Linked DNA regions of Sus scrofa: all the other regions are linked to region 2. The links are chromatin contacts, called in public HiChIP or PLAC-seq maps. All regions are on one chromosome and are shown on one strand. The core of a region is the stretch at or near the end of the contact, and the rest is flanking DNA. Distances in the headings are between cores, read along the strand shown. Region 1 overlaps PTEN (phosphatase and tensin homolog). Region 2 has its middle 220 kb from the start of PTEN. Region 3 overlaps PTEN (phosphatase and tensin homolog).

What was found. HiChIP or PLAC-seq counts read pairs in DNA pulled down with a chosen protein or histone mark.
Region 1: a contact with region 2 is called in an H3K27ac HiChIP or PLAC-seq map of alveolar macrophages. The contact joins two enhancer-like sites. A contact is called at or near these places in 1 of 47 Hi-C or Micro-C datasets (embryonic fibroblasts) and 1 of 2 datasets of contacts at active chromatin or transcription factors (alveolar macrophages).
Region 3: an H3K27ac HiChIP or PLAC-seq map of alveolar macrophages shows a contact between it and region 2. The contact joins two enhancer-like sites. A contact is called at or near these places in 7 of 47 Hi-C or Micro-C datasets (adipocytes, blood, embryonic fibroblasts and 4 more) and 1 of 2 datasets of contacts at active chromatin or transcription factors (alveolar macrophages).

The regions. Positions count from the first base shown.
Region 1 is chr14:99,969,042-99,971,792 of Sscrofa11.1, reverse strand. The region is part of intron 2 of PTEN (phosphatase and tensin homolog); the gene reads right to left. Among named protein-coding and RNA genes, the nearest start is that of PTEN, 40 kb to the right of the region's middle. Within about 2 kb of position 1,267, at least 2 of the 83 cell types and tissues checked have an H3K27ac peak or open chromatin away from gene starts, as enhancers often do. A contact at or near this core is called in alveolar macrophages, where this site is marked.
Region 2 is chr14:100,148,998-100,151,808 of Sscrofa11.1, reverse strand. No RefSeq gene overlaps it. Among named protein-coding and RNA genes, the nearest start is that of PTEN, 220 kb to the right of the region's middle. Within about 2 kb of position 1,403, at least 7 of the 83 cell types and tissues checked have an H3K27ac peak or open chromatin away from gene starts, as enhancers often do. A contact at or near this core is called in alveolar macrophages, where this site is marked.
Region 3 is chr14:99,948,252-99,951,021 of Sscrofa11.1, reverse strand. The region is part of intron 1 of PTEN (phosphatase and tensin homolog); the gene reads right to left. Among named protein-coding and RNA genes, the nearest start is that of PTEN, 20 kb to the right of the region's middle. Within about 2 kb of position 1,346, at least 2 of the 83 cell types and tissues checked have an H3K27ac peak or open chromatin away from gene starts, as enhancers often do. A contact at or near this core is called in alveolar macrophages, where this site is marked.

The DNA of each region.
Region 1 (2,751 bases), core at 18-2,517, 180 kb after region 2:
TAGTGCTAAACTATTTTCCCACTCTCTGGGAGAAAATTCAGGTTGTCAGAATTAAAATCAGTAATATATCCAATACAAGAAAAGTGTCCTGTTGAAAATGTTATTTTAAATCTTGCCTGCACAGCACTACTTTTTCCTTCATTACCTCAAGTTAAAAAGAAAAGCAAAAATAAGATCTTCATATTAAATTCTGCTCAAAGATAGTAATTCCTAGAACTAAAGAAAATTTATCTAAAGAGGTATGAAACTAGGAGGAACAAAAAATTGAGCAGTGTAGGAACTGACCCATAACCTACTGAAAAAAAATTCAGAAGGCTATTAAAAATAATGTGTCAAACATTTCTCTAAAGTTGTATCATTTTGTACTTTTACCAAAACAGATGAGAGTTCCAACTGATACAGCCTTGCCAACCCATTAGCCCTTTAAGTTTTAGCCGTCCAAGTAAATATGAAATAGCATCTCACTGCATTTTCATTTTCCTGATGACTGATTTTGAATTTTTCATATGCTTATTGATCATTTATATATCTTTTTTTGTAAAGCTTCTGTTCAGATCTTTTTGCCTTTTACAGGATTGTTCTCATGAATTTGTAAGAGCATCTTTATACTGTGTTGAATTCAAGTCCTTTATTAGATATATGCTTTGCAAATATTTTTCCAAGATGGTGGCTGCATTTTCATTTTACTAATAGTGTCTTTCAAAGAACAGAAGTTTTTTTTTGTTCTTCGAATTTTTTTTTTTTTTTTTGCTTTTTAGGGCCGTACCCGTGGCATATAGAGGTTCCCAGGTTAGGGGTCTAATCAGAGCTGTGGCTGCCGGCCTGCACCACAGGCACATCAATGCGGGATCTGAGCTACGTCTGCAAGCTACACTACAGCTCACGGCAACGCCAGATCCTTAACCCATTGAGCAAGGCCAGGGATTGAACCCGCAACCTCATGGTTACTAGTCAGATTCGTTTCCGCTGTGCCACAATGGGAACTCCGAGAACAGAAGTTTTTAGTTTTGATAAAGTTCACTTTGTCAATTTTTTCTTGTACAATTAATTTTGTATGTATTTTCTAAGAATTTTTTTAACTAAAACAAAGGTCACAAAGATTTTTTTCTTCTGTATTTTTATCTAGAAGCTTTATTTATAGTTTTACATTTTATTTTTATGTTTCTATCTATAATCCATTTTAAGTTAATTTTTGTGTATAAGCATAACTCAGAGATATTGTGGCTTTGGCTCCAGACTACTGCAATAAAGTGGATGCAGCAATAAAGCAAGTCACATGAAATTTCTGATTTCTCAATGCATCTAAATGTTACTATACTATAACTATAACCAAGTGTGCAACAGTATGTCTAAAAAAACAACATACATCCCTTATTTTAAAAATATCTTATTGCTAAAAAAAAATGCAGGGCTGCCATAAACCTTCAATTTGTAAAAAATGTAGTATCTGTGAAGTGCAATAAAGTGAGGCACAATAAAACGAGATATGCCTGTGTTATGAAAAAGGTTCATTTTATTTTTCATACTGACTTCTAGTTGTTCCAGCATCATTTTGTTAATAAGAGTATCCTTTCCCCAGTGAATTATCTTGGTAGCTCTGTCAATAAATATTGAGTTATTCTGGAATCTCTATTTTGTTCCATTGATCTATATGACATCATCTGGCAATTCTACTCAAACGTATTTAGCCAACAGACATGAAAACATATGTCCATTAAAGTCTTATACATGAACACTCAAAATAGCTCTATTCATAATAGACACAAACTGAAAACAACCCAAATGTCCATCATAGGTCAATGTATAAATGAATTATATCATATCCATAAAATGGAATACTATTCAGCAATAAAAAGGACAAAATTACTGATAAAAGCAGCAGGAATGAATTTCAAAAATATTATGCTAAAACAAAGAAGCCAGACATGAAAGAGTACATATGACATGATTGCATTTATATAAAATTCTAGTACAGGTAAAACTTACATACAGTGAAAGAAAACTAATAAATTTAGAGATTGCCTGGAACCAGGATCAGGGACTAATTGCAAAGGGCATTAAGAAACTTTTTATGGTAATATAAATGTTCTGAATCTTGATTGTGAGAATGTTTACATGATGTATGTATGTCAAAACTCACTGAACACTTAAAATAGGTACATGTTGCATATAAATTATACCTTAATAATTTTTTTTTTTTGGTCTTTTTGCCTTTTTCTAGGGCTGCTCCCACAGCATATGGAGGTTCCCAGGCTAGGGGTTTAATCAGAGCTGTAGCCACCAGCCTACACCACAGCTCACAGCAACGCCGGATCCTTAACCCACCAAGCAAGGCCGGGGATCGAATCCACAACTTCGTAGTTCCTAATGGGATTTGATAACCACTGAGCCACAACAGGAACTCCTAATAAAGTTGATTTTTAAGAGTATATTATAACTATTAATTTGTACAATGCAACCTATCTCAAAAAATCTCAAATTTATTTCAGTAGTAGAGATAACAATAGAAGGAATACGTCATCATCAGGCATTAGAACTTTTTATAGTGAAAAGCAAAATGGACCTGTCTAGAACTATATTGTTCAACAGAACTTTCCACAATAATGAAAATGTTCTAAATCCATGCTGTCCAATACAATAGCCACCAACCACAGGTAGCTGCTGAGCACCTGAAATGTGACTCGCACAAATGAAAATGAACGAGTAAATTTACTTCATTTCACTCAACGTAAATTTAATCAAAATAGCTAC
Region 2 (2,811 bases), core at 154-2,653:
AATGGAAAGGAAGACTCCATACAGGTGATAGGGATGGGATGGGGGGGCAGGAGGGCGGGGTCATGTGCGTGCACAGGACTGGAATAAAAAAAAAAATGAAAAGACTGAGAGGGAATGTTTGACCAAGTCTAGGCTCGGATACAGGGGGAGCCTGGCTAATAGTGACCTGGTGCCTCCCACAACCTCAGGGCTCTTCCTTAAAAGAAGCTGAACAAGTGGAGTGTTGGCTGCTGGCTGGGACATGAAAAGTCATCATCAGAAGAGGAAGCTGCTGGCTTGGGGTGGGGGTGGGGTGAGGTGGGGTATGTGTGTGTGTGTGTTCAGGCCAAGTGCTCTCTCCGGTGAGGACAACTGACCGGGAGAGTTTGATCAGATGAGGTATGAATTCCTCTTGATGGTTCAATGCTTTTACATTGAATATTTGGAAACATCTCAAAACCATGGTACCTCAAGATGGAAGACAGTTTTTCTTTATAACTGGAGCCCCTGTGAAAGCTATTAAAGGATATGTGAATATACATTAGGAAAAAACTTCACTACGAAAGGGAGAGAACAGGGTTGGATGGTGAGAAAAACCAAATTCCTGGCACCTAAAATATCATCCCATAGAAAGATGGATGCTAGCCATGGAAATATAGACCCTCCAGTAGGATAGGTTGTTATCTGGAAGGTAACAGGGAAGGAGAAGGAGTCCAGCACAGCCTCAGACAGATCCCCCTGGGCAATTTGACTTCTACCTTTCCATGTTTTGTGACTAAAGTTTCAGTTGTTTCTCCCTCATATATTTACTGAACACCAAATCAGGCACTTTTCAGGCATCCTGAGATGAAACAAACAGACAAGGCCATGCTCATAGAGACTTAAATCAGGCAATAAACAAGGGAAATGATGAATGAGATCACTCATCACTCATCATGATGAATAAGCTTGTTTTAGACACTTAAATAGCCTGTGAGTAAAATAATGCAAAGAACAGTGATGAAGAATGACTTGGTGTAGGGATGCTTTAGAGAGAAGGGTCAAACCAGGCCTTTCTGAGGAAAATTCATTTGAGCTAAAATATGGGCGATGAGAAGGAGCCAGCCCTGAGAAGATGCTGGAGAAAGGCATTCTGAGCCAAGAGAAAGAAGTGCAAAGGGTCTGGGGAGAGCAGAGGGGCCCCGCTGGCCTGGAGCTGGAGGATCCTGACTGGAGATGGGGGAAGAGGGGTGGGCAGGTCCCACGGGACTTTGGGAAGCTAAAGTGAAGAAAATCAAAGTGGGCAGCCATCTGGCACACTGTCCTGAGAAGGAGTCTCCTGAGCCGGAGAGGCCATTTCTCCAAGAAGAGAAACATGGAGCAAGTGAGCTCAGCCCACAGAGAGGCAGCCCCAGGAGCAGCACTTACAGCGAAGAGCCACCAGATGGCTCCATGGGAAGACTGCCCAAGGCCTCCTGCCCTCGCTGATGCCTTTCCTGTCCAAGGTAGAAGCACTTACTCCCACCGAACGAAAGCTTCTTCAGCAAACAGCCACTTTCCTTTGCTATTTTTTTTAACAAAAGGAACCAATAACAACCAGCACAGTAGGGTGGCCCAGGTGACTTCACATCTTTGCATCTTAATGGCTGGAAGAGGCATCTCCTACTAGCCAGGGGCTCCTCAGTGATTCACTTCCAAGCTCCCATTTTTTTTCAAAGCACTCTCTCTACCCCAACTGAGTAGATAGCCCTCCTTTCCAGATAGTCTTAGGGAAAAGGGAACCCCAGGAGCCCAGGCCACAGGCCAAACCCCAACTCTCCCAGGAGCAGACTTGCCCAGGAAGTAATGGTTCTGAGACTGAAGGACCTCAGGTGATGGTGTGTAAGAGCATGTGAAGCTAAAGGAGGCTGAGGAGCAGAATGAAAAAGGCAGGCAAGATGTTTGCTATTTTCACCAAGATTTCTTTGCAATGGTATTTTTTTTTTTTAATAAAGGCAAGAATTTCTCCAGACCTCCTAACATGCACCAGCCCTAGAAACAGAGCTGTGAAGGAAGAGACTTCAGTGACAAGCATGCAGGTGGCACCAGGAAGCAAAGGTCTACAGGACTTATCAGTGAGTCAGCTGAATCCTTTAAGGAGCCACAGGGCTCAGGGCCCTCTCGGGAGCTCTGACGGATTGAAAGGGAAAAAATAGTCAGCCTCTATCTCTGGAGAGCTTTCAATCTAAAGCTGGCATGGGAATTCTTGACAAATGAAATTCTTTTTTCTTTTTTAGCCATCTATTGGAACTAGCCTCTCCTTTCCTTGAATTCCAATAGTCTATGGTATGTATTATAGTGCTCGAAGTTGACCTATGTCCCTCACTAGATGGGAGCTCCCTGAGTCTAGGTCCATGAGTCAATCCACATATGTGTCCCCCAGCACCTCCCACAGAGACTAGAAGATATATAGATATTGATAGACAGAGAAAGATGACAATATTGTTCTCAACTCTGCTCTCTGCCTCTCCCTGACACAGGAGCGCGCGCGCACACACACACACACACACACACACACACACACACACACACTTAAAGGATATACACATTATGATCTAGCAATTCATTTTCATAACACCCACTGGGGCAAATTCAAGGTAAAGAAATGACCCTGGAATGTGAAACTGTAAGACGACTTTTCTATCTGCCTAAACAAACAAACAAAACAGCCAGGAAGGGCTCTTGATTAACTGCTTTCAGCAACTAGGAAGAAGAGAGGCTTGCTGTGCTAGTCCATCATGTTTTTATGAAAGGTCATGGGTGCAACACTGGGAAGGATGCTCCTCTAAATACAGCTCACAAACTGTCCCTGTT
Region 3 (2,770 bases), core at 97-2,596, 200 kb after region 2:
ACTTGGAGAAAAGACTTGTGGCGGCCTGATGGGAGGGGGAGGGAGTGGGAGGGATGGGGAGCTTGGGCTTATCAGACACAACTTAGAATAGATTTACAAGGAGATCCTGCTGAATAGCATTGAGAACTTTGTCTAGATACTCATGTTGCAACAGAACAAAGGGTGGGGAAAAAAAATGTAATTGTAACGTATACATGTAAGGATAACTTGATCCCCTTGCTGTACAGTGGGGAAAAAAAAAAAAGAAATGGGGGAAGGAATAAATTAGGAATTTGGGATTGACAGATACATACTACTATATATAAAATAGATAAACCACAAAGACCTACTGTATAGCACAGAGAATCACATTCAATACCTTGGATGACCTCTAATGGAAAAAATCCAAATCACTTTGTTATGCACCTGAAATACTGTAAATAAATACTCTTCAATTAAAAAAAAATACAAAGCCCCTTGAAATGCAGTCATTTTAACAGAACTATACTCAAATTTACTCTTGTATTATGAATACTAATTAAGTAAGGTTGCAAAGGGCTTGGTTAATTTAAGAAAACTATTTGTCAGTAACTATACATAAATGAGGGTGTTACGTACTCATTAAAGTGAATTCAGATACACCCCCCCCCGCTTTATTCACTTCATTACCCAAACACATAATGAACATTGTGCAAGGGGCACTGAGAACATAAGGCTAAGTAAACAAAGACTACTGCACTTGAGAGGTTCCTATTCTATTAGGGAAGACAGACATACAGATCTACAACTGTGCCAAAGGCCCCATTATACATAAGATCAAGATACTTTAAAAGCTAGAAAAAGGGATTAATTCTGTACAAGAAGAGATAAAGCTTTATAAAATAGGTAATACATTAGATAATCCTTAAAAAATAAGTCAGACATTAGTAAACAGAAGAAGAAACAAGGGCAATTACAACATTCCAAACAGAGGGTTAGAGAAGAAATAAAGGAACACATAAAATATTCAGAAAAAGCGAGTAGTCCAGCACAGCTCACACACGAAACTTTATGGAGAAGGTGGAGGGACTGATAGAGTAGCTCTAGTTTTAATGATGCTGTGGCAGGGAGCTTGGTCAACATGGGAGTTCCTATGGCCCTGCAATCTCTTATAGAGTAACAATCCAGTCCTTCCTATAAAGAAAAGCTAGGACTTCAGTCTTCTTAAGGTTTCAGGTTGCTCAGACTCTCATCTTTCTTATTCATACAGTTTTTCCCAAGACTTTGGCATCCCTCATAAGATTGAAAAACAGAAAGAACATGTCCCAGACAGTATGCCAAATGCATTCTCATTTAATCTTAACAATCCTATGAAGTAACATTACCACTTCATAGATGATGAAATTGAGGGTCAAAAAGATTGGGTAATTTGCCAAAGGTCCTAAAGCCAGTTAAGTAGTTTGTTATGATTCAAACTCATGTACCTAACTCCAAAGCCCAAGCTTTTTACACCATTCAGTCTCACAAAAGATTAAGTTTTTCCATGTTTCAAATCAATAAAATATAAAATTTTCAAAGGAAGCAGTTTCAAATGAAAGTAATTTGAAATAACGTTAAAATTAAAAAACTTCTGAAACACAATATAAAAATCTACTGGTATTTCCAAAACTAACGTCAGCAGCTATTGAGTGCTCAAACTTGAGGCAAATATTTCTTATGCCAAGAATTATATCAATAAACAAAATCTTTTTAATATATGGCTTTTTGCTTCCCTATGCTAAAACGTTTCTTACAAAAAAATTTTAGATATTTTGCTCTGAATAATAAAATACTATCATAATACTATTAAAACACTATCATATAATAGCACTGTCATAAGGATTAAATGATGTAATATATGAACAATGCCTAAAACAGTGATGTTTGTCTCTCAGTTGAACAAATGGTACAACTCTGGATTAGAAGAGCCCACCAGAACTATTTGGTTGTTCTTCAATGACACTGACTTACTGAATAATCTAACCCTTCTAAAGAGCATCTAAGCTTAACTGAAATTTTAAACTCTTTAAAAACTGTACTATATCAATTTGCCTTTTTATTTAAGAACATATGTAAAACGTAACTCCAGAAAGAAAAAAAGCCTTTTTTCCCCACATCATTGGCTACTACACATGCAACAGAGAGGTGAGAAATGCATATATGGTACTTTCTATTTTGCCCAAGTTGGAATGCCATCATAGCTATAGGAGATGAGACACAATAGACAGTCTTTCCCCACTCCCCTACCTTCAAGCAAATGTGCTAAATTTGTTTTGTTTAAACTGAAGTATAATTTACCTACAATTAAATACACAGATCTTAAGTTATTGGTTTATGAGTTCTGATAGTTATATATATCATGTTTGATTCAAGTGCTACAACAATCCCTTCTCACAACACTGAATACTGTTCCAAAGGAAAAAACTAATAAACATTAGTTATGTTTTAAAGTCTGTCTACAGAAGTTGATTTAACCCACAGTATAACTGACCTATTATAAAATAATGTGGCTTCATAAGAGCTAAATAATTTTATTGGATATTCTACGCAGCCAATCATAACTTAAAACACTAAAAATATTTTCCTAATTGCCTATAATTAACAAATTATCTTTTAGAAAACACCTTGTGAGTTGTGATCTCATGAGTCTACTGTATTTCAGAATTTTTAATTAATGCAGTTTATGCTATAAATTTACCTTGAATTTTCAAATAGAGGGTAACAACCAAAAATAGCTCCCTAACATATTTTGTTTTACTACTTTCCATTATGT